3 separate regions of the Mus musculus genome follow, and all the other regions are linked to region 2. Evidence: chromatin contacts called from public promoter capture Hi-C data. All regions are on one chromosome and are shown on one strand. Each heading gives the region's core, a stretch centred on a gene start, on an enhancer-like site or on the middle of the called end of the contact. The rest is flanking DNA. Distances are from core to core; before and after follow the strand shown. Region 1 has its middle 38 kb from the start of Lurap1l. Region 2 holds the start of Mpdz (multiple PDZ domain crumbs cell polarity complex component). Region 3 has its middle 210 kb from the start of Gm11264.

Region 1 (3,123 bases), core at 611-3,110, 570 kb before region 2:
GGTTCAAATTCTCCTTAGGAGCTTGCAATCTTCCTCACAGTTTTAATCACCTTTCCAGAAACAATAACTCTCATCCTTTTATTCTGTAGTCTCTCTGGTCCTCAAGTGGGTATATCATAAAACTCCCAGTGGGGCCTAAAACAGCCAGAAGTGCCAACCAGACATAGGGTATTATCTCATATATATATATATATATATATATATATTTCTGTTATAGAGATTAAATTTATAAGGTAGTAACACAGCAATAATAAGTAATAATACCATGGAGCCACAAACTGTAACAGTTAGCAGCAGGTTGGCTTTTGTGTTGTGAGCAGCTAAGGAAAATAAGGGTGACCTGAGGGTGACCATATCATGGCAGCCAACCAGTGCGAAGACAACTGTAATAACTTCAATGTTTAGGTGCCACAAACAGTGTGAACACTGTAGACAGAAAGACAATCCATGTCCTGAATGTCAGGGGTGGGATGGGGGCAAGATTTCATTACAATATTCAGAACGGTACACACCCTCTAATTTTTACATTTTCAACCCTTCCCTTAAATATTTTCACATACAAGTTGACAGTAAGTGACAGGGAAGAGAACACACGGCCACCATTATGAGCCACAGTTTTACATGTTAAAGGGCAAGACAGACCAGTCAATTTGAAGAGTCATCTTGAACTTCAGTTCTGTATAGTATACCCACAGGCAGCCAGCCTCCTGTTGCCTTGCCCAGAGCCACAGTGCACAGCGGTTCCATCCAGGAGTCACTGCCTCAAACAGGAACAAATCTGGATCCCGTCCCTCTCTGTCACCTGCTTGTGGGACACTGCATCATTTAATCAATATACACAATGTCTGTTCATTTTTCCTCCAAAACATGGCCCAACTCTCATTTTGCTCTCAAATCCTTTTCTAGACCATTCTAGCATTCACTTCTTTTTGGATTATTCTGTTTTGCCCTGTTGGTTGTGGGGTTTGGATGGGGGACAAGAGGGGACTGTTTGGTTCTTTGGTCGGGTTTATTTTGGTATTCGGCAGAGCAGCGGCAGAGTTGTTGTTGTTGCTGTTGCTGTTGCTGTTGCTGTTGCTGTTGCTGTTGCTGTTGCTGTTGCTGTTGCTGTTGCTGCTTTTGCTGCTGCTGCTGCTGCTGCTGCTGCTGCTGCTGTATGTATGACAGAATTTCAGGTAGTTCAAGTACAATGTTTATGAAAGGTCTACAGCATTTTTGTTTGTTTGTTTGGTTGGTTGGTTGGTTGGCTTTGTTTTGTGAAGCTTTAAGGATATTAACACATGGGTGGGGTGCCAGATCAGTTTTACAAAATGTCTATTAAATGCTTACGTTGAATAACTCTTCAACACAGGTAGAATTCAGCTATTATGTTCATTAGTAATGATTTGCTCTTTTTCTCTTTCTTTTTCTTTCTCTTTAGTGCTTCCATTCCTGCTTCTTGGGATTCCACCAGCAGGAGTCGCCCACTCCAGACAGTCTTCTCAGCGAGTGCCCAGCAAGGTGTGATTCTCCTGAGACACAGTCCTTTTTGTAGGACCCTGCCCTGGCTCTGGGCCTTCTCTACATTCCAGTCTGTCCAAGGCATATCCTCACCTATCTGTACTGAAATTTTATGGTGGAAACCATGTCTTATTTTGGTGATGATAACTTGCAGATTACCCAACACAGAGTGATGTCTTCTGCACATGGAAATTTATTAGAACGAATAAATCTGTCCAGAGTGAATTTTCAGAGCTGTTACTTCTGTAACATCTCCCATGTTCCACCAGGGGGCAGTATGTCATTCTTTAAAGGGATCTTATCAGGAAAAAAAAAAGGGGGGGGAACCCGTGCAAACACAGGGGAGCAGGGTCAGTGAGCATACTGTCTAAAGCACTGGGTATTACACACATCTCTAGTAGGCAGGCAGAAAGAGAAGCCTCAAACAGATAATAAAGATGGCAACCATGGGGCTTTTTCCTCATACTCCTAACAATGACCTTCAAGGCTTAGCAGGCTGCTTCTCCTGCCAATAGCACCCTCACCCACCACCACACCCTACCCAAGCACAGCTGGGTGAGTTCAAGGCCCGATCCAGACATCTTTACAGCAAAGTTGTGGGCCTGTCTGTCTCCATCTTTGTTCAAACTGACCAACCGTAAATTAGAGGAGGAAGACCACTCAAAAGACCCTGAAAACCTTTAGCTTGTAAAGAAAAAAAAACAGATTTTGGGCTTCCCCCTCTACTTCGTGGAAGACCTTTCTCTGTGTGAGCCTTGCTATATGCATGTATGCACTTGAGTTCCATCACCCCTAAAAAAAGCCCATCTTTCCTGACTGATGATGGATGCTGGGTTTGAGACCACCCCCCCAGCTCCCCGCACCCATCCCTTGTGCTTTCTTTTAATTCTTTGACTGCAGAGAAGAATCCGATCCAGACCCCTAAAGGATAACGTGTGTTTGTGGGGAGTAGGCCTCTTCTCACAGTGACCTATTTTTGAGTGCAAAATGCAGATGCTGGTATTTCAGTTATGCTTTTTACAAAAACAAAAAGAAATATTAAACTACTGGATAACTACGATAGCTAATCTTCCGATGACATAGCATTTTTGTTTGTTTGTTAGGTCACACTGCTATCACCCGAAATGGAAACACAACCCCCAACACAAACACAAACACATACACACACACACACACACACACACACACACAAAGTTTCCCATTTTGATCTTGGACAGAACAGGGAACTTTGGAGTCTGACTGTCAAAGCTCCTGCCCTGTACAATTCTAACCTTTGACACTGGAAGTCTCAATCTCCTCCCACTGGCAGTTAAACTGCAAAGTAAATAAAGGATCAGATACCATGCTATCTCCTTACTGTGCATGCAAAAGACCCAGTAAAGAGAGAAAGGAGGAGAGCTTTGGAGAGAGGGTAAGGAAGTGTGGAGGCGAAGCAAGAGGTGTTGAAGAATGCAGGCTTTAAAAGGAGGGAGAAAAAAGAAATGGAAAATACAACAATTCATTAAAGAATAAACGATCCTTCCTATCTCTTTAGCATAGCTTAAGATGACCTGGACTTCCTGGAGAGATGGGGAGAGTGGGTGGGGCATTAGTTCTAGGCCAAAGAGATGGAACCAGCCCATC
Region 2 (2,700 bases), core at 68-2,567:
GAAATGCAAAGACGCCCGTAGGAATTCAGTAGATCATTTTCTGGGTGACAGAATTTGGAGCACCCTAAAAACAAACTTAACTCCCTCACCAAACCACCATCAGGGTTCTGTGGTAAAATTAGAACGTGGTAAAGGAAGAAAGAAAACCAGAAGAAACTAGAAGAATCCAAGGAAGAAAGGAATGCATGAAAGACACAGCACACATATGCACTATTATCAATATGCTGAAAAAAAGTCCCATCAATTTTTGCTTATTTTTTTTAAATGGGGTGAGGAAGATAAGACAAATTACAGAGCCTTCCTCTATCCATAATAGCCCAGGTGCACTTTTCCAAAACTTTATATTAGAACTTGAAATTAAAAGCGTTCAAAGTTTAGTTTTATTAAAGTTTTAAATGTAATTGCTATTCTGGATTCTATCAGCCTCTAAATCCGTAATAAACTACATTGGATAATTTGATCGTTGTAAAATCTTCATCATCTCTTAACAAGTTCTACATGCAAAAACCTCCCAAACCCCTAGGACCAATCCCCCCCACACACCCTGTTCCCAGATCATTAATTTATGAAGGGCATCCTAAACGAGGGTCTATGGACACACAAAGGTGATGTCAACTGCACAGCTGTCCTACAGCACAGGATGAGGTGGCCTGGGCTCAGTTCTCAGATTCATCCCCTCAGGACACTAAAACAATACTGAGAGGAGTTTTCCCTCTGGCTGGTGAAGTCGCGGTCCTCTTATCTGATGCTAGAAGGAAACCCCAACCTTCGCCCGCAGGCCTGCGTATCCTCGGCGTCCTCCCCCCGCAGAGCAGCCCCCTCGCGCCCGCCCCGGCTGCCACCGCCCCCTCCTCCTCCTCCTCCCCGCCGCCAATGACCCGGGAAGGAACTGCCCAGTCCCCGAGTCCCTGGAGAATAAATAGCAGCCCAGAGAGCACCATCGCGCCCCACGAAGCAGGGCTCAGACACAAAGCGCCTCCCGCACGCTCCCCCACCCCCACCAGGCCCGGGCCCTCCCGCACTCCCCGGGCCCGCGCACAGCAACAGGCGCGCAGGCCGCGCGGAGAGCACGGCGGGGAGCGCGCAGCCCGGGAAACTTCCAGAGTCCCGGGGGCAGGGCTCGGGCGGGGCCGCTTACCGGGCTCGGCGGCCTGGCGGGGATTCCCGGGGTGGGCAAAGCGCTCGGCTCCTCTCCGCTGTAGTCGCGGCCCTCGGAGCGCCGTGTGGCGCGAACGCTCACGCGTGGCCGGAGAACCGGAGCCCGCGGCCGGCCAGCCTTGCTGCGCGCGGACCAGCCTCCCGGAGGCCGCGGGGCTGCGGGAAGCCGTGACGCCGGCGGGGCGCGCTGGCCAATCAGGGGCGCGGCCCAGCCGCCGCCGAGATGGAACGACCGGCGCACGGGCCCGGGCCCGCGTGGGTGACGGACAAGCGCGAAGGCGGCGGGGCGTGGGGCAGGCTCCTAAATGTGACTTCCAAAGGAAGTGCCCTTTTTTTAAGTATAGCGTTTCACACATATTGACGCGAGAAATACTTGCACTCCAGTGTTGCTGATATTTTATCAAAAACTTGAATTGGGCTAGGAATGTAGTTTTTGTGTTTTATGCTCCCGGCCCCTGCATTGGTAGTCTCTAGTTGCAGTTCTCCTAGTTCTTGGTGAGGACTGCCCTCTGCATTCGTGGCCTCTTGAGAAACGAGGTGGTCAAGGGAAGTCCTTTTTTGAGAAGTTACTTAGCACATCAAGATGCGTTCTTAGCCTGGTGAGACAATAAAAAGAAAAAAAGCAGCAAACTCCTCCGGGAAAGTGCTCAGAGTTGTCTGCTACTGGGAATTGGGGTGGGAGGGAATGCCCCTTTTCTGTTTTGTGACTTTTACAATTGTCTTTCTGTTGACCTCAGCTCTGGAGTCCCACAGTCTATCCCCAACCCCACACCCATTAAAGAAAATACAGCTCGCTCGCTCTTTTTTCTAAGTCTAATATTAGAGTGAACAATTTAAAACTCTCAGACTTTAAAATACAAGAATTGCGTTGTAATTTTATTTTGTCTAATAAAAAGCGATTTGCGTTTCTCTAACATTTACTAAATATTAAAGGAGGAAGCACGTGAAATGCACAAGAATGAAAGTGTTACCGTTCAATGAAAATTTTTGCTTGCTAATGTGAGTTGATTAAAGTGGATTCAGTGTCTTGGGTGGAGACAACACAGGGCCCAAACCTTCAATTCCCTTGGTTCCGCAAATATGAATCAGCATAGATTTGACATGCAGGAAAATGTGAACTCTGACTGGATGTCTTCAGAATGTGTGGATATGAGTCAGTTCTAGGATTTTTGAAAATGAAGATGTAGTTCGTCTGAGGGACATTTCATCCCATCTTCTCTTCCTCCCACAGTGCATTTGTGGGAATCTGTTCTATCAGGCGTCCCATCTTAAAACCAAACACAAAGGTAAAGAGAAGGGGCTAGGGTTAGGGGTAGGGATGGAGAGGATCTATCCACAGTTCTGTCTCTACCCAGTGTGTTCTTGATCACAGCTGCGCAAGAGACCCTTACTTCTGGGCCTGTCACTGCTCTGACAGTTGTCTTGGTAAGGGCCTTCTACTGCCTAAACTCATGGGGTGTATTTCTCATCTCATAGTTTGTACTGGCTGGTTTTGTGTGTCAACTTGACACAAGCTGAAGTTATCACAGTGAAAGGAGCCTC
Region 3 (3,033 bases), core at 292-2,791, 830 kb after region 2:
TCTAATGAGATATAATCAGGAATTTCAATGACCCAGATGGACCCGATTGAGAACATCAGGATCATTTTTCATCCTCACTTTGGAGGGCCTGTGGGCACCCTCCTACCTGACTGAGACAGTCTCTTTACTTTTCTGTATCTCTATGGCCTCATCTCATGAGGTGAGAGGGCCTGGGCGATCTTAGGTTATGATATGACAGGAAGCCCTGATAACCAAAATGCATAACCATTTTGATCTCAGAAGGCAATGGAGCAGCCAGGCTTGCCTGTCAGCTGTTATTCTTCCGCAGGGACCTGCCACAGCAATCGAGGGGATCTTGGTGCACAAGTCCTACATTGATATTTAGGCAAATTACAGAAGAAACTCTCTCATACAGAGGAAAATAATTTGGTTCTTTCTATGGCTATTTTCCTGTTACTAAGATATTTACAAGAACAATTTCCATTTTCCCCTCTTGGACGTCACGGGGCATCTTTTAACAAATACAAGATGCAGCTCCTGAACCAGCCAGCCTGCTTGGAAGCGCTTGCTCAGATGTGCTCATTAGAGTCTGGCTTTGCGTGTGTCTGTACTCTCTGTCACATGAACTCAGGCATACAAAGGAAGGCAGCTGGATGGATGGCCTGCAGAGGGCTAAGCAAAGGGCCCTCTGCCAAACATTGTTCCTTTAATTCACCTAAATGCTGACCTTGAAAAATTACCCTTTATGGGATGTGATGAGGTGTGAATTCAATCTCCATCCTCACTTGAGTCTTGTCATTTTCTGTGCCATGATTGCCAGTTGTGCCAGATGACATCCACTGGACCAGCAGAGGACTGATGAGATTGACAAGGTCCTCTGGGGAAAGCGGTCATCAAAAGGCCCTTATGAATTCATCTGAGGCCTGGGCTTTCTCTGGACAGTGTTTGGCTTTTTTGGTTGCAATGAAACCAGTGAATACTGGTGGTACTGGTCCAGTGTATCACCAATGCAGTGTAACTCTGCAGCCTTTCATTAATGAATACAATAGGTGCTGGTGGGGGGGGGGCAATTTTTCTGTTGTTTCCTTTTCTTCTTAGGTGCTGAGGCTCGTGACTTAAATTTACTCACTGCAAAGTTACTCTGCGTGCTCTAAAAAAGGATGGGGCCAAGAAGAGGGGAATGGGCATTCTGCAATTTTTCTGGTGCTCAAAGAATCAAATGCAGCCAATTTAACTTCATCAAATCACTGACAACCAGTACTGATACAGAAGATGGAAAATATGCAAGGCCAGAGAAGAGCCAAAATCCTCCAGTTTCTATCAGGATTAAAGCCAGATGTTTCACTGACTGTACACATTTGATAAAAAACCCATGACGATAAAGGCTTCCTTCTCCCTGGCATCTGTGGACCCTAGGTTCCCTTCATCAGGACAGAACCCATGTATCTGTCCTCTAGGCCAGCTGCGTAGCATTTAATTCAATATTGGTGCTTCTCATAGAGGTAACTGCATTCCCTTTGTGTGTGAGTTTCTTTATGTTGTTGTGGCTTGAACGGATCTGTTTATACTATACTCGCTATGGCAACATTTATCTATCCTGGACAAAAGGCATTTTGATCGCTAAGTTAATAACACTTGACTCAAGCTTATGATTCACCAAAAGATATTGAAAGCGTTTAAGTGAAAGCAGTGGCTTTTTTTTTTCCTGAAGCCAATTAGTACAGAAACATACCTTTGCTGTAATCATCCAAACGTGCTCATGGAAAGATTGCCATGTCCTGGAAGCCAGGAGGTTTTCCCTGCACAGAGTGACTAGCGAGGAGAAGGAGGAAATGTGTATCCTGTGGGCACGAGCTTCCAGTCAGGGTCTAGGACGTTATATGTTTTAAATGAGACGTGCCAAGGTGGCACTGGGTCAGTCTAAGGAGTCTGACCCCAGCTGTGAAGTTGTGAGAGGGCCCTGAACACAGAAATGAATGACTGTGCTCATCCTCCAGCTTCCTCTTCACCCCCTTGAGGGCCCAGAGGCTGGCCCAGGCCCAGGCCTTCTTCTACCTGTCCCTGAGCTGGCACCTTACCAGAGCTGGTGACTTGATTTGACTCTGGGATCTTTTCTGGAAAGCAGATGTAGCCCCAGGGGCCCAGGTAAATGGTTTCCTCTCCTTCCCCCTACAGATCCCAAACAGGGTTTCCCTTTCTTTCTTTCCATTGAAAAATTGCCAAAATCCACTCCATACTGCACAACTAACCCCGAAACAGGCAACGGAGAATGATGTTAATTTAAACTTCTGCCTTATTAAGTAACAAAACCCAGAAATAATGTGATCAAAGCCAAAAGACACAAACTTCTGCCATCTTTCTTGAGATAAAAGAAGTAAAACACCCATTAAATGAAGGAGGCTTGGACACTTAATAAAAATAGCTAATTGAGTGTTGGAGTAACTTAGCATTTTGCCTCAAGAGTGGTACAGTACTCAAGGCTAGCCTGCATCCCCTTTTCTCTTGCTCCTTCCTGCTGTGGTTCAGCCCATCACATCATTGCTTCATTTGTTCCCTTCATTGTGTGCCAGAGACTGTTGTTCTCTAGAGTGTAGAAGGAAACAGCTGACTGGGCCCAGGCACCACAGACCTATACCAGTGGTGGAGGATGGGACAAGGACACATGTTCTTCGACAAAATGATTGGCAAGAGTGAACAGCAGTACACGGAGGTGGGCTGCTTCCTTGTTCCATTCTCTCATAATCCTGAAGTATCTCCCTTGGAATGGACCCGCTTCTCCTTTGGTGGGTATTATTATGGTTTGGTTTCTGCTTGGTTGTTTTGTTTTGTTTTGTTTTGTTTGGGGATCTAGAGCTTAGCTCAGCATCTCTCTCTCCTTCCTCTTCCTTCTCCTCTCATCTTCCTCCTCCTCCTCCTCTTCTTCTTGACATTGAATCTGTAAAAACACTTTTCAAATACCGTTATACCAAAAGAAATAAAATAAAATAAAATAAAATAAAAGGCACAATGCCCACCAACTAAAGCCTACAACCTGTGTAGAAAGGCAGATGTTCACATAACTCCACTCAGGAC

What was found. Promoter capture Hi-C pulls out the DNA fragments that hold promoters and counts their contacts.
Region 1: a promoter capture Hi-C map of liver shows a contact between it and region 2, with 3 times the contacts expected there. The contact joins the enhancer-like site here to the promoter of Mpdz in region 2. A contact is called at or near these places in 7 of 39 promoter capture datasets (the 3T3-L1 cell line, 3T3-L1-derived adipocytes, embryonic stem cells and 2 more), 3 of 115 datasets of contacts at active chromatin or transcription factors (embryonic stem cells, forebrain and pancreatic cancer cells) and 1 of 9 other capture datasets (adipose tissue).
Region 3: a contact with region 2 is called in a promoter capture Hi-C map of frontonasal cranial neural crest, with 4 times the contacts expected there. The contact joins the enhancer-like site here to the promoter of Mpdz in region 2. A contact is called at or near these places in 5 of 39 promoter capture datasets (3T3-L1-derived adipocytes, cranial neural crest, frontonasal cranial neural crest and 1 more), 1 of 115 datasets of contacts at active chromatin or transcription factors (embryonic stem cells) and 1 of 9 other capture datasets (adipose tissue).

Annotation. Positions count from the first base shown.
Region 1 is chr4:80,871,556-80,874,678 of GRCm38.p6, forward strand. No RefSeq gene overlaps it. Among named protein-coding and RNA genes, the nearest start is that of Lurap1l, 38 kb to the right of the region's middle. Within about 2 kb of position 1,861, at least 39 of the 459 cell types and tissues checked have an H3K27ac peak or open chromatin away from gene starts, as enhancers often do. A contact at or near this core is called in embryonic stem cells, liver and pancreatic cancer cells, where this site is marked.
Region 2 is chr4:81,441,498-81,444,197 of GRCm38.p6, forward strand. Mpdz (multiple PDZ domain crumbs cell polarity complex component) reads right to left here and starts at 1,318. Exons shown (of 47, transcript NM_010820.3): 1 at 1,139-1,318.
Region 3 is chr4:82,271,045-82,274,077 of GRCm38.p6, forward strand. No RefSeq gene overlaps it. Among named protein-coding and RNA genes, the nearest start is that of Gm11264, 210 kb to the left of the region's middle. Within about 2 kb of position 1,542, at least 24 of the 459 cell types and tissues checked have an H3K27ac peak or open chromatin away from gene starts, as enhancers often do.